2 separate regions of the Sus scrofa genome follow, and region 2 is linked to region 1. A link is a contact called in public Hi-C data. All regions are on one chromosome and are shown on one strand. Each heading gives the region's core, a stretch centred on a gene start, on an enhancer-like site or on the middle of the called end of the contact. The rest is flanking DNA. Distances are from core to core; before and after follow the strand shown.

Region 1 (5,356 bases), core at 784-3,283:
AGACAGACCTGTTGCAAAACCAGGTAAAAATCAGAAGAATTCAAGGAAAAGAGTCCTGAAAAGAAATAGGGGCCCGTTGTCAGATTTCTTCAGTTTATAAAACAAAGAAAATTCATCAAAATTCTCCAGGGCAGATCAATATCCAACCAGACTAAAATAAAGTCTCATGTTCTAATCTCTTGTTGCAAAAACTAAAGTTGATTGTATTGCTTTGCATGGTTCCCCTGAACTAGAAACCTTCCCACCACCAGAGCAGGGGCAGCCTTGACTTGCAGGCAGCTTTGAGGATGAGTTTGGGTCCTAACAATTTAAGAACTTGGGTCCTACAGAAACAGATATGATTACCGGGATATAGCTAGTGCATGGCAAGGTCTGTGAGGACTGAGCTGGTTCTCGTTATTTGTTCAGCCGTGAAATGGGCATGAACCTTTTTCTGACTCATCCCTTAGATGGTAGTGTTGCTGAACTCAGGTCTACTCACCTACTGCACAACCAAGCCAGTTTACTGACACCGGGTTGTAGTGAAGGAAAGTACAGTGTTTATTTGCAGGGAACAAAGCAAGGAGAATAGCTCATGCTCATAAGATTCCCAGACCCAGAGAGAGGGCAGCTCTTTCTATATTTTTTTTTTGGGGGGGTGGGGGTGGGGGATAAAACAGAAGAATGGGAAAGATTTAGCCCTAATGGAGAAACTTGGTTTCCCTCTGAACTAGGGAGTTTATAGGTAAGGTGGGAAAAAATGAAGCAGATAGATGGATTCCAGTCATATTATCAGACTTTCCTCTTTTGGGAACCTCCAAAGTAGGCAGCAGAGGGCTGAGGGTGTGTTCAGTAGATGCATGTAAGGGAGGTAAAGAGACTTAGTGAGATCAGCAAGCCTGGATCTTTTCATTTGACCAAAGCTCTTTCTCCTGTAGGTTAAGCCCTCACAACCTGTATTTTGTTGGGAAGCTCTGTTCATATCTCAGAATTTTGCTTCTTGCTCAGGGATCATGCCTGGCTGTTGAGCTTAGGATCCACCTAATTCAGATTTGGGGTGATAGGATGCAGTTTGGATGGTCCCCTGACAGTGTTTTCCTCTGGCAATGAGCTCCCCAGGAACTGGAGAGAAGGATTTAAGACTATAGAAATGGAGGTCAAGGCTCAAGCAGGGTGACTGAAACTAGCCATTTAGGGAATTAGACTACACAAGGGATGATTGGGGGATTCAAACTTCTCAGAATTGCACCCAAACACTGAGAAAAGGTCAATTGAGGGTCTGGAATCCCCTCACTCTTTCTAAACTCACAGCTGTCATTATCACTTGACATTAAACATACATTTTCCTCTGACATATTTGTATTGTTTTTAAAACTTTATGACAAATAGTTGTGCTGAGTGAGTGCCGGGCACCTTGCAGGCAGGCAGTAAATATTTGCTGAACATTGAAAAAAGGCAGTGGCTTGGCTGTCAGGATGGCTCCTGTTCAGAACCCACCCCCAGCCCTCCATTCATAGGAGGCTGGGTGGATTTCACGTTCAAGGCTTAATCCACCCTGGCCTGTCGGGAATGATCTCTGTGACTATTGGAACATTCTCACACATGCAGAGTGAAAGCCACCATAACAGGCAAGAGGGAAGGCTGGGAGAAGTGCAGCTGGGAATTTTCCGAGAGACACGGTGCTGTTTCTTTGTTCTGGTAGATTTCAGCCAGAAAGAACAGCAAATTTTACTGTCTGCAAACCACCAACGAGCTACTCTCCTCCCCCTTTACCTCCTTCCTTCTCAACCTGGGAATTCATTTGCTGCCTCCCTCTCCTCCTCCTCCTCTGCCCCAGAGCAGTCCCCAGGGACAAAGCTCTTTGTTGTGAACACTCCGAGGCAATACGGAATTGCACAGTCCCCAGGGCAAAATCAGGGCTATCCTCCAAGGCGAGTGATCACCGGGGCAGAGACCCCCGCTCCCCCCACCTGTTGATCTCCCCTCCTCTTGGGGTGAGTGGCAACCTGCATTGTGCTTGGGACGCAGGCGCTTCTACACCAGGCTCAGCAGATGGCGCTGGTGAGCAAACCCAGCCCTTCCCTCCCTCGCCCCTCCCCACCGCCAGAGCCTTGCTGGTCTAAAGCGAAAACAGATGTTTTCATCATTTCTGGATCTGGCATGTGACTTGCAGTTCAGCAGTGTGCCGACATAACCCAGAGTTGTGCGTTCTCTTCATCCCCCACAAAATAAAAATTCTTCCTTGAACGAGCCTTTCTCCTAAGTGAGCCACTAACACATGATCTGTTCAATCCAAGGGCACATGTTTCATCCGGCTCCAAGTGCAACTGCCTTTGTAGCCAGCCTTGGCTCTGTAATTGGGAGGTTGTCTTTTTTTTTTTTTCCCCCCAGAGCAAAGCTAGGGCGGCCAGACCAGCTATCTTTACACCGAGGGCTGGGGAGAGGTGCTAGCTTTTTAAAATAACCCTGGTCTGGCTGGCTGCGGAACGTGTGTGCGTGGGAGCCAGTGCGTTCTGAACAAAACAGGAAGGCCGGGGCGGCGCGCCCTGTTCCCTGCGCCCACGGCAGGTGGCAGCATCGGCCTGGCCTGGCCTCTGCCGCTGGCCGCCCCAAAGCTGGGCCCTTTTACTTTCGGTGGCCTCAAAATTATTAGTTCCAGATGAGTTCTTGCAATTGTAATATTTGGTTTAACCCAATCTGCCCGATTGCGTCAGCACGCGTTCAAATACAGCCGTCTGAAGTCTAACCAGACATCAGAGGCATGTTTCAGGGGGTGTCAACATTCCTTACGCTTTGAAAGAATTAGGGGGAAAAAAAAAAAACCCACACACAAAAAAAACCCCCAGAGTTTGATTTATCCCCCAAACGAAAGAAGGGTTAGCTGCCTGGGGCTGAAGTGCTGAGAGGGATGGAACAGGGGAAATTCAGGGAAGGCGTAACAATAGAACTTGTGGGTCAGAGTCTGCTAGAATGGAACTGGATTTATTTGTTGAACTAGGAAAGGACCTCTGGGCTCTTTGAAGGTTAGAGCAAATAAGCAAAACTGGTGGGCATTTGGTTTTCTAAGAGAAGAGCCCTTCAAGTCACGTAGCTGCTATTGTGAGACACAAAACACATGCTATCTGCCTGTGGCTGGACCTCTGCTTGCACTTGGCCTGGTGGCTCAGGAAGGGGGCTGAGAGGAGGGGCCTGTATTTTAACACAAGGCTTTGACGGGTAGCCCCAGCCTCCATGCTAAGGACACAGATGGGGGTTTCCTAAAGCTATCAGCTGAAGGCCCCAGTTAGAAAACGCAGGACGTCCTGAAGGCTTCTGGCCAGGGGCCTCAAGTGTCTTGTAAACAGCCCTGCTGCAGTTGGTCACTGCCACACCCTGGTGCCTTGATAGCTGGGAAACCAGGCACCCGCTCTGGAGGTCTCAGGTTTTACAGCAGAGGCTGAAGGACTCTCAGATCTCAGGAGCAGAGTAGCCCCATGTGCTAAGGCAGCCAAGGAATCCTGCTCCAATCACTGGAACCGAAAGGGTGTCATGCTTTCCTTAGAGGAGAGGGAGTAACCTGGTATTAGGAGACAGCCGCCCTCATTCGCTCCCCGTCCCTCTGCCTGCACCCCACTTTTAAATCTGTTCAGATCCTTCAAGCCCCTCTCTCAAGGGGACAGAGAGATTCCAGCCGGCCGGCCCCGGGAGGCTGGCCGTTTCCCTGCAGGTCTCTGGCTCGACATGCTGCTGATCAAAAGCCGGCACCCGCCTGGCAGATGCTTCATGTCCTGCGTGTTGGGGGCTGGTGGCTAGTGCTGGCGTCAGGCAGGCAGGCTGATCGGCCATCTTGTTAGATGTGGTTGGGACCCTGCTCCCCTCCTGCCTGCTCCAGTGGCCACTGCGCTGCCCGGATTAGACCCAGGAGGGGTGATGGGACCTCCATACAGTTGGCTGAACACTTCCAGAATATTTAGGGGTCCAAGCTGCTGGTCATTTTTCTCTCAGTTTGAAAAATGCACAGATTGCTGGGGAGATGCTGATTGTCAGTGGTCAGAGCCACACCTGGATCCCAGCAGTTGCTCAGCTTGGGGAAATCAGCCCAACAAGTGAGCATGATACTCATGATATTTTTTTCTGTTTTTTCTTTCTTTTTTTGGCTACTTTCCCTGCATGTGGAAGTTTCGGGCCAGGGATCGAACCCAGGGCTGCCATTACAGTCTGCATTGCAGCTGTGGCAACCCCAGATCCCTTACCACAGGAGAACTTCTATGGCATGCTGCTTTACCAGGTTTTTGTATATTTAAGGGTGGTTGAGAAATTCTGGTATTCCTCTCTACTGCCACACTACCTTTATTCCCTTCTGAGAATCAGCTTTTGGAGATTCTATGATCCAGGGATTCTCAGCCCTGGCTATTTAGGAATTGTCTGGACACTACCCCACAGATGTTGAAATCAGAACGGAAATGGAGTGGGAGATGGACATCATAATTTGAATCCCTAGTCTCCCCCAGGTGATTGTACTGTACATATGGAAATTAAAAAAAAAATCACTGTGATTCTATCCCAACTTCCTCATGGTACAAAAAGTTAAGGAGTCCAGCCAAGGTCTGAACTGCAGTTCAAGTGCAAGCCTGGAATTTCTCTGTTAAGACCGCTGGCTCCTCAGTGATGATTGAAGCTCTTCCTTCAATCACTGAGCCAGCCACCTCATCTCCACCTGCCACTTCCCCTGTTCAGTGAAACTCTCCAAGGATCACAAATCTGTGGCATGGTTGCCTCCAAGAAATTTGGAAAGAACAATTACTTCCTGAGGAGTTTTGCTGGTTTAAATAAATGCATATACTCAGTTGAAAATGAGAATTGCCCCCACCCAGAGGGCCCTCATTTATTGTTTATATTTCCAAATGGGATTTGTGCCTGCCAATGGCCATCATGTGATAAGTGCTCTGCGGTGACCTGTTTTTATGTGTGAGGCAAGTGGGCCCTGGAAAAGTTCAGTGTCCGGTTTAGAATTAAGTAGATGGTAAAGTGAACATGGAGCCATCCTATGTCTTAGCGGAGTGAGGCCCAGGGCTTTGCTCTTGCCAGCCTCCCTGGGACTGTTTAAGGTGCTCTTTGCTTCAGTCTTTCCCCACTGGGGACAACAAGCACCCTCTGAAATAACTCCATCCTGTGTGGGCAAGGAACAGTCACTGGCTCATCCTTTGAGGTGAGGTTTCGGAGACTAGGTTTGCCTTGAATACTTTGGGATCTGCGATGCCTGTAGGTTGAGTCAATGACCATAAGTCATGGGGAACAAGAGAGGCCAAGAGCCCAGATGTTGCTATAGCAGATAAGAATCAGGGTCAAAAGTTCACTGTGCGACCTTGAAGGAGAACTTGCATTTCTCTGAGCCTGA
Region 2 (5,480 bases), core at 2,317-4,816, 450 kb after region 1:
GAAAAAAAAAGGGAGCGAGAGGAAAAAAAGATTGTAAGGGAGGCTGCTGACGGACAGCAAGCATCAGGCACAAATCAGCGACAAGTTGAATTTTCCTAGACCACACTGCCCCCTTTCTTCTCCGCTCTCTCCCTAGGCTCCTGGAAAGCCCGAGTGTCTGGTTACAGGAGGCAGTGGGTCTCCTTTTGCCAACCATGGTGCAGATTCCTCGCATGCCTGCTTAAATCTCTGGCAGAATAAGGAATCAATATCCCCTCTAATCACCTTTAGCTCTTCCACGGCTTCTGAGAACCCACTTCGCGCTCCTCTCGGCGCCCCCGCCCTACCGGCTCCTCCATACAAAGCTTGCGGTCCTGTCATTTCTCACTTCCTTCCATATCTTGGAGACAAGCCTCTCTTCTAATATCCTCTCGCCCGCTCCCTCTCTCTGTTGTCGTGTGTCTTATCCCTGACTCCCAGCACCGGATGCACTAAGGCTTCACTAAGGCTTCTCCCTGACTACTAATGAGACCAAAAATACACCAGCAGGTTAGGGGGAAGGCCAGACATTGTCTTATACAAATACAAAAAAATCCTTAGCCTGCTAGAGCCAGAGATCAGGTATCACATTTTCTAAAAGGGAAAAAAAAAAAAGGTGGTGTGTGTTGGGGGGGAGCAAAGAGGAGCAAGCACAGTGCAGTTCTCTGCCTAATTGTTCTGTCGGTATCCCACGGGCATCTAAAAAACATGTATGCATATCTGGGAAATCTTGGTGGGTTTTCTTTATGGACAGAAAGTCAACAATGCCTAAACACTTCTTTGATACCGACATTCAGAAGGATAAAAGAGCAGTGATTCAAATCTGTATTTAAAATACACAGACGCTATTAAGGCATGTGATGGCTACAATGCTAAAACTCTGGTCCCTTGCAATGGCTGGGTTTGGAGCGTTGACTCTGCCATGTGTACTGATTACCACGTATGTTCCCTTGGATTTTGAAATGAACTTAGCAGTCACCGTAGCTCATCCTAGCCTTTCGCTTCTACTGCAGACATCTTCCTTATTCCTGAAGCATTTCTCCTCAAATGCCCATCAGATCCATACACATTTCAATGATTGGCCCAAAGTCCCATAATAAATGATAAGGAATCCTTCAGATGACCAAAAAGTGGCACGAGAAAAAATGAAAGACATCCTAAACTGACTATGGGAGCATCTCCTATCATTTCTGCTGGCACACATTTTAAACGCTCAGCTACACAAGGATCCTGTAAGGCAGGTATCTCTTGAAAATGAGGGTCTCTACCTATCTACAAACAGTGGATATATTGCCAGCTGCACTTGGTTTTTGTGGCTAGAATCATGCAAACAACAGGCTGTACCGTGTTAGATATAACGGCAGTTCTGTAGAGAGCAAGGGGGGAGGGAAGGAGGGAGGGAGCTGAGGTTACAGGTTTCTTCCAAGTCGATGTTTTTAAAGGTAGCTTCTTTGTGCTCAACTCAGATATTGTGCTTTGTCTCTGACTGTGAGACCTGCAGAAGCAGGGCTGGATGCCAAGGAAAAGGAGAAGAAAAAGCACAAATGAGAAGGAGATGCAGAGAGAGGAAGAAGGGAGAGGGAAGAGAGGAAAGCAGAACAAATTGAGGCAAAAAGAGAAAGACCTACAATCATAGTGTTGGGTTTCCTGTAATACTTTTTTTTTTTTTCTTTTTCTTTTCTGTCATTATTGGGAAGGAGAAAGAGATGGTTGGCAGGGGCCAGAGACTAGGTTAGAATCTTTTTCAAATTTGGCTAATAGGGTGTTTGCACTAGACTGATGGAGAAAAAGAAACATGCTAGAATAATCATAAAGGGTGGAGCTGTCAAAAAAAATCTTTGACTCACTGGGTGCCTCCCTGTAACACCAAAATGAATCATTCCTAACGAGAAACATCAATTGTCTTAGCGTACTCCTACATGAGGTCCAGATTATGGGAATCAGATTGCACTCATCTTCAAGGAGGAAAGGTAGACAGAGAAGGAAATTTCCAGAGACCCTCCTAAACCTTTATATATTGGCAAGAATGGCTCAGCATGATTTTTCACATGCGAAGCTAGTCTGTCCCCATCTGTATGCACTCTGCTTACTAAGACATACAAATATGTAACTTATAAAAGTTTTGCTATGAACACATCATTTTCTCTATACAACTCAGCGATGTCTTTGGAGGATACTTATTTCAAGCAGTTAACACCTGACCCCAATTTCTGTGGGTAATTAGTGAGCTAGATAACCACACAAAGTGGGTAATTATTTAGTACCCAGGGGTACGCTAGAAGTGGGTAGTGGTTTTGTTAACAAAAGCACATCTCTAATTATTGTATCTATGATGGGTGTTTAAAAAATACCAGTTACTATATCAAGTGAGCCGTGATAAATAAGTGAACTATTTTGCTGTCCTTAGCGCAGATATATATATATATATATATATATATATATATATATATATATATGTTCTATCATGGTTAATAATATTTACTGCTCCTGGATAGAGTGTCATGAAGATTAACTAGTTAACATCTGTAAGACATTCAGAGATGAAATATGCTAAGGAGCTTCTAAATGCAGTATTATTATTGTTATTACTTTGTTGACTAATAATCCCAGGGTAGGGGAAGCTGAGGGAGATTTTGATTGGATGGAAAATATGCTGAGATCACAAATGTGATGAGTTTGATTACGGGGAGTGGTCTCTGACCTGACCGAGTCTAACACAGGCAGTGAGAAAAAAGACAGGTAGATGCTGTTGCCCTGACAGCCGCCTCAGGATGGATCAGAGGAGTGGGGTGAGAGGAGGAGGAGCAGAAGGCGGGAGTCGAGATGGGCTGGGAAGGAAGCTGAATCAGCGAGACCACACCCTTGTTCCGAAGTCTGTCTATCCTTGCCTTTGATGAGCAGCAAATAGGCACAAAACTCCCCAACGAAGACGTCCCTGCCAGTCCTGGGACAAATTCATCATAATTACAATCAATCAGCCAGTTATTTAGTGTTTATTCTGGAGAACCACCATCAGTACAATTTATTTTCACAAATGCAGACACAGTTCAAATATGACCATGTGGAGAAGAGGCGCACACAGATCAACTTCAGATATCTTTAACGCAGGCTATGAGAGGCGACGAAGGAGTGCTTTCTAATTCAATTGCTTTTATGACTCACCCCCAGGAGGGGAAGGAGATATATTATAAATTTTTGCTGAGGAAAAAAAGAGAGGGGAAAGAAAAGGAAAAAAAAAAAAAAAAGAAAAAGAAAGACCTATGCTTTCGGGGGTTCTAATTCTGAAGAGCAACCAAGCCTTGAAAACAAACAACAGCAAGAACTTACTGCTGCTTTCTCTGTGAACGTCCACCTCCTTGAGCCTGGTGTCTGGGGTCTGGCTGAGGCAGGACAGACAAGAGACTTCTGGGCTCCAAATCTTCAAGTAGGCTCACCACATTTTTTCTTTCAAAGCAAGGTTGTCTTGGGGATTAACCCCAGGAGTCTGGGAGATGTGAAGCATGGGGGGTGGTGAGGGAAGGTATGCAAAGATGCTGTACTCAGCCCAGTTCATGGTCTCTAGGGCATAGGAAAGGAAAGGGGCGCCGTAAGACAGCCAATAGGTACCACTGCTGAAACCCTTCCTGGAGAATGGCCTCTGAGACAGGTGCTGAAGCTGTGATCGGAGGCCTGTGGTGTGAGGACTGCATGTTCAGAGTTTGGGAGCAGAGGGAAATTTTCTCCAAAAGCCACCCAAGCCAGGCTTCTGACCTGAAGCCCAGTATTTGTCACCCCCTCTCTGAGCTCAGAACGACAAAAGCTGACTGGCATTCTCCAACCCGCCCAGCTCCTTTCAAACCCACAGACTGTGCCAGACTGGCCCCACCTCCCACTGCAGCAAATTCTCTAGGCCTGCTCCATGCTGAGCTGGAGGGAGCCAGATTTCCGCTTGAATTGCCCTACCTGGCCTTCCCCTCTGCCACTGCCCCAGCTCTTGGTTCTTGGCGGGGTTTCAAAGGCCCAATCAATGGCTTTCCCTCCCCCATCATTGTTTTTTAAACACCTCTAGTTCTCTCTGCCCTCAAGTTTTGTGCCTAAAATCTTTTTATGTCCTAGTTTCTCTCTCCTCTGGCCACCACCATGTCCTTTTTGGGGGGCCCTCTCATTGGACATTTTTTTTCCATATCAAAATATAGTCCTATCTCATGTCTTGGATTGAAAATTCAAAAGCTGCCGCTGGTGTCTCCCCCAGTACCACCCTTTTCTATCCACGTTTACACAGCCAGCGATCCTGGTCATCGCAGGGCACTTCCTGAAAACGCACCTAAAAAGAGCTGAAGCCAGGAGTTCCTGTTGTGGCTCAAGTGTTAATGAACCTGACTTGTATCCATGAGGACAAGGGTTTGATGCCTGGCCTTGCTCAGTGGGTTAAGGATCCGACATTGCCATGAGCTGTGGTGTATAGGTCACAGCTCAGATCCCACATTGCTGTGGCTGTGGTGTAGGCTGGCAGCTACAGCTCCAATTAGATCCCTAGCCTGGGAACCTCCATATGCCTCGGGTGTGGCCCTAATACTAATACTGCGGCCCTCAGTATTTTATGGATGCAAAGAATGAGGTTTGGAGTAGCTAGACTTGCCAGGCTCATGAGTGACACAGCTAGGATTTGAATGTAGGTCTGACACCATAAGCCTGGTGTTTTCATCATTCTTTTCTTTCATTGCTTGGCTCAGTGTAAACGATACTTTCTGTAGTGAGTCCTCGCCAACTAGTCAAGTTTCTCCTTCTTTGTATTTTGCATAGCACCCTATACTTTCGCTCAGCATTTATTCCTTTTTTTCACCTAAATTCATTTTATCCAATAAATATTTACTGAGTCCTTGACGATATGTCAGGCCTTATAGTAAGTGGTGTGACTTCCTTAGTGAGAGGATAGAAGATGCTGTGGTACTGGCCCTAATTAAATATTATGCTGTCTCCACCTCCAAACTCTAAGGCGAATGAAGACAAAGGCTTTGTTGTGGTAACTTTTCTATTCCCAGTACCCAGCACAGCGCCTGGCACATGGCAGGAGCTCACCAAGGAGATTTGAAATTAACTTTTACACTAATGTAAGTGGGATCTTGATAGTAACTTTTGGAGAGAGTGGGATTCATGTCAAAATAACCCTTGAAATAATACTCAGTAAAATGCCACATAAAAGTAGCATTTAATAAATGGTCAATTGCAGCCCATTGTCCATGACTATACCGGGTGAAGGTCCCACCTATACTCATGTTTTGTGTTTCTGAAAAATAGCCAATTGGTTTGTTTTGTCCATTCTAAGAGTTCCAAAGGTGTTTCATTTCTGTTTGAAGCCAGAAGAACTCTGAAATCTCACTGCTCTGGGGATTAGGAGGTAACATCAAGTGATTACATATCCAGGGTAACATGGCCATGAACTGTTCTGAGCTATGTGCAGGGAGAGAGGGCTCTTACACTCT

The links. Hi-C and Micro-C count contacts between places; a contact is called where the count stands out from the background.
Region 2: a contact with region 1 is called in a Hi-C map of mesenteric adipose tissue, with 2.7 times the contacts expected there. The contact joins two enhancer-like sites. A contact is called at or near these places in 1 of 5 promoter capture datasets (fetal skeletal muscle), 20 of 47 Hi-C or Micro-C datasets (alveolar macrophages, brain, embryonic fibroblasts and 13 more) and 1 of 2 datasets of contacts at active chromatin or transcription factors (skeletal muscle).

Annotation. Positions count from the first base shown.
Region 1 is chr9:48,664,953-48,670,308 of Sscrofa11.1, forward strand. The region is part of intron 1 of LOC110255448 (a long non-coding RNA gene); the gene reads left to right. Among named protein-coding and RNA genes, the nearest start is that of SORL1, 230 kb to the left of the region's middle. Within about 2 kb of position 2,034, at least 57 of the 83 cell types and tissues checked have an H3K27ac peak or open chromatin away from gene starts, as enhancers often do. A contact at or near this core is called in fetal liver, mesenteric adipose tissue and omental adipose tissue, where this site is marked.
Region 2 is chr9:49,111,430-49,116,909 of Sscrofa11.1, forward strand. It overlaps LOC106504205 (a long non-coding RNA gene), which reads right to left. Exons shown (of 2, transcript XR_002335697.1): 1 at 1-5,480. Among named protein-coding and RNA genes, the nearest start is that of MIR125B-1, 4.7 kb to the left of the region's middle. Within about 2 kb of position 3,567, at least 13 of the 83 cell types and tissues checked have an H3K27ac peak or open chromatin away from gene starts, as enhancers often do. A contact at or near this core is called in fetal liver, mesenteric adipose tissue and omental adipose tissue, where this site is marked.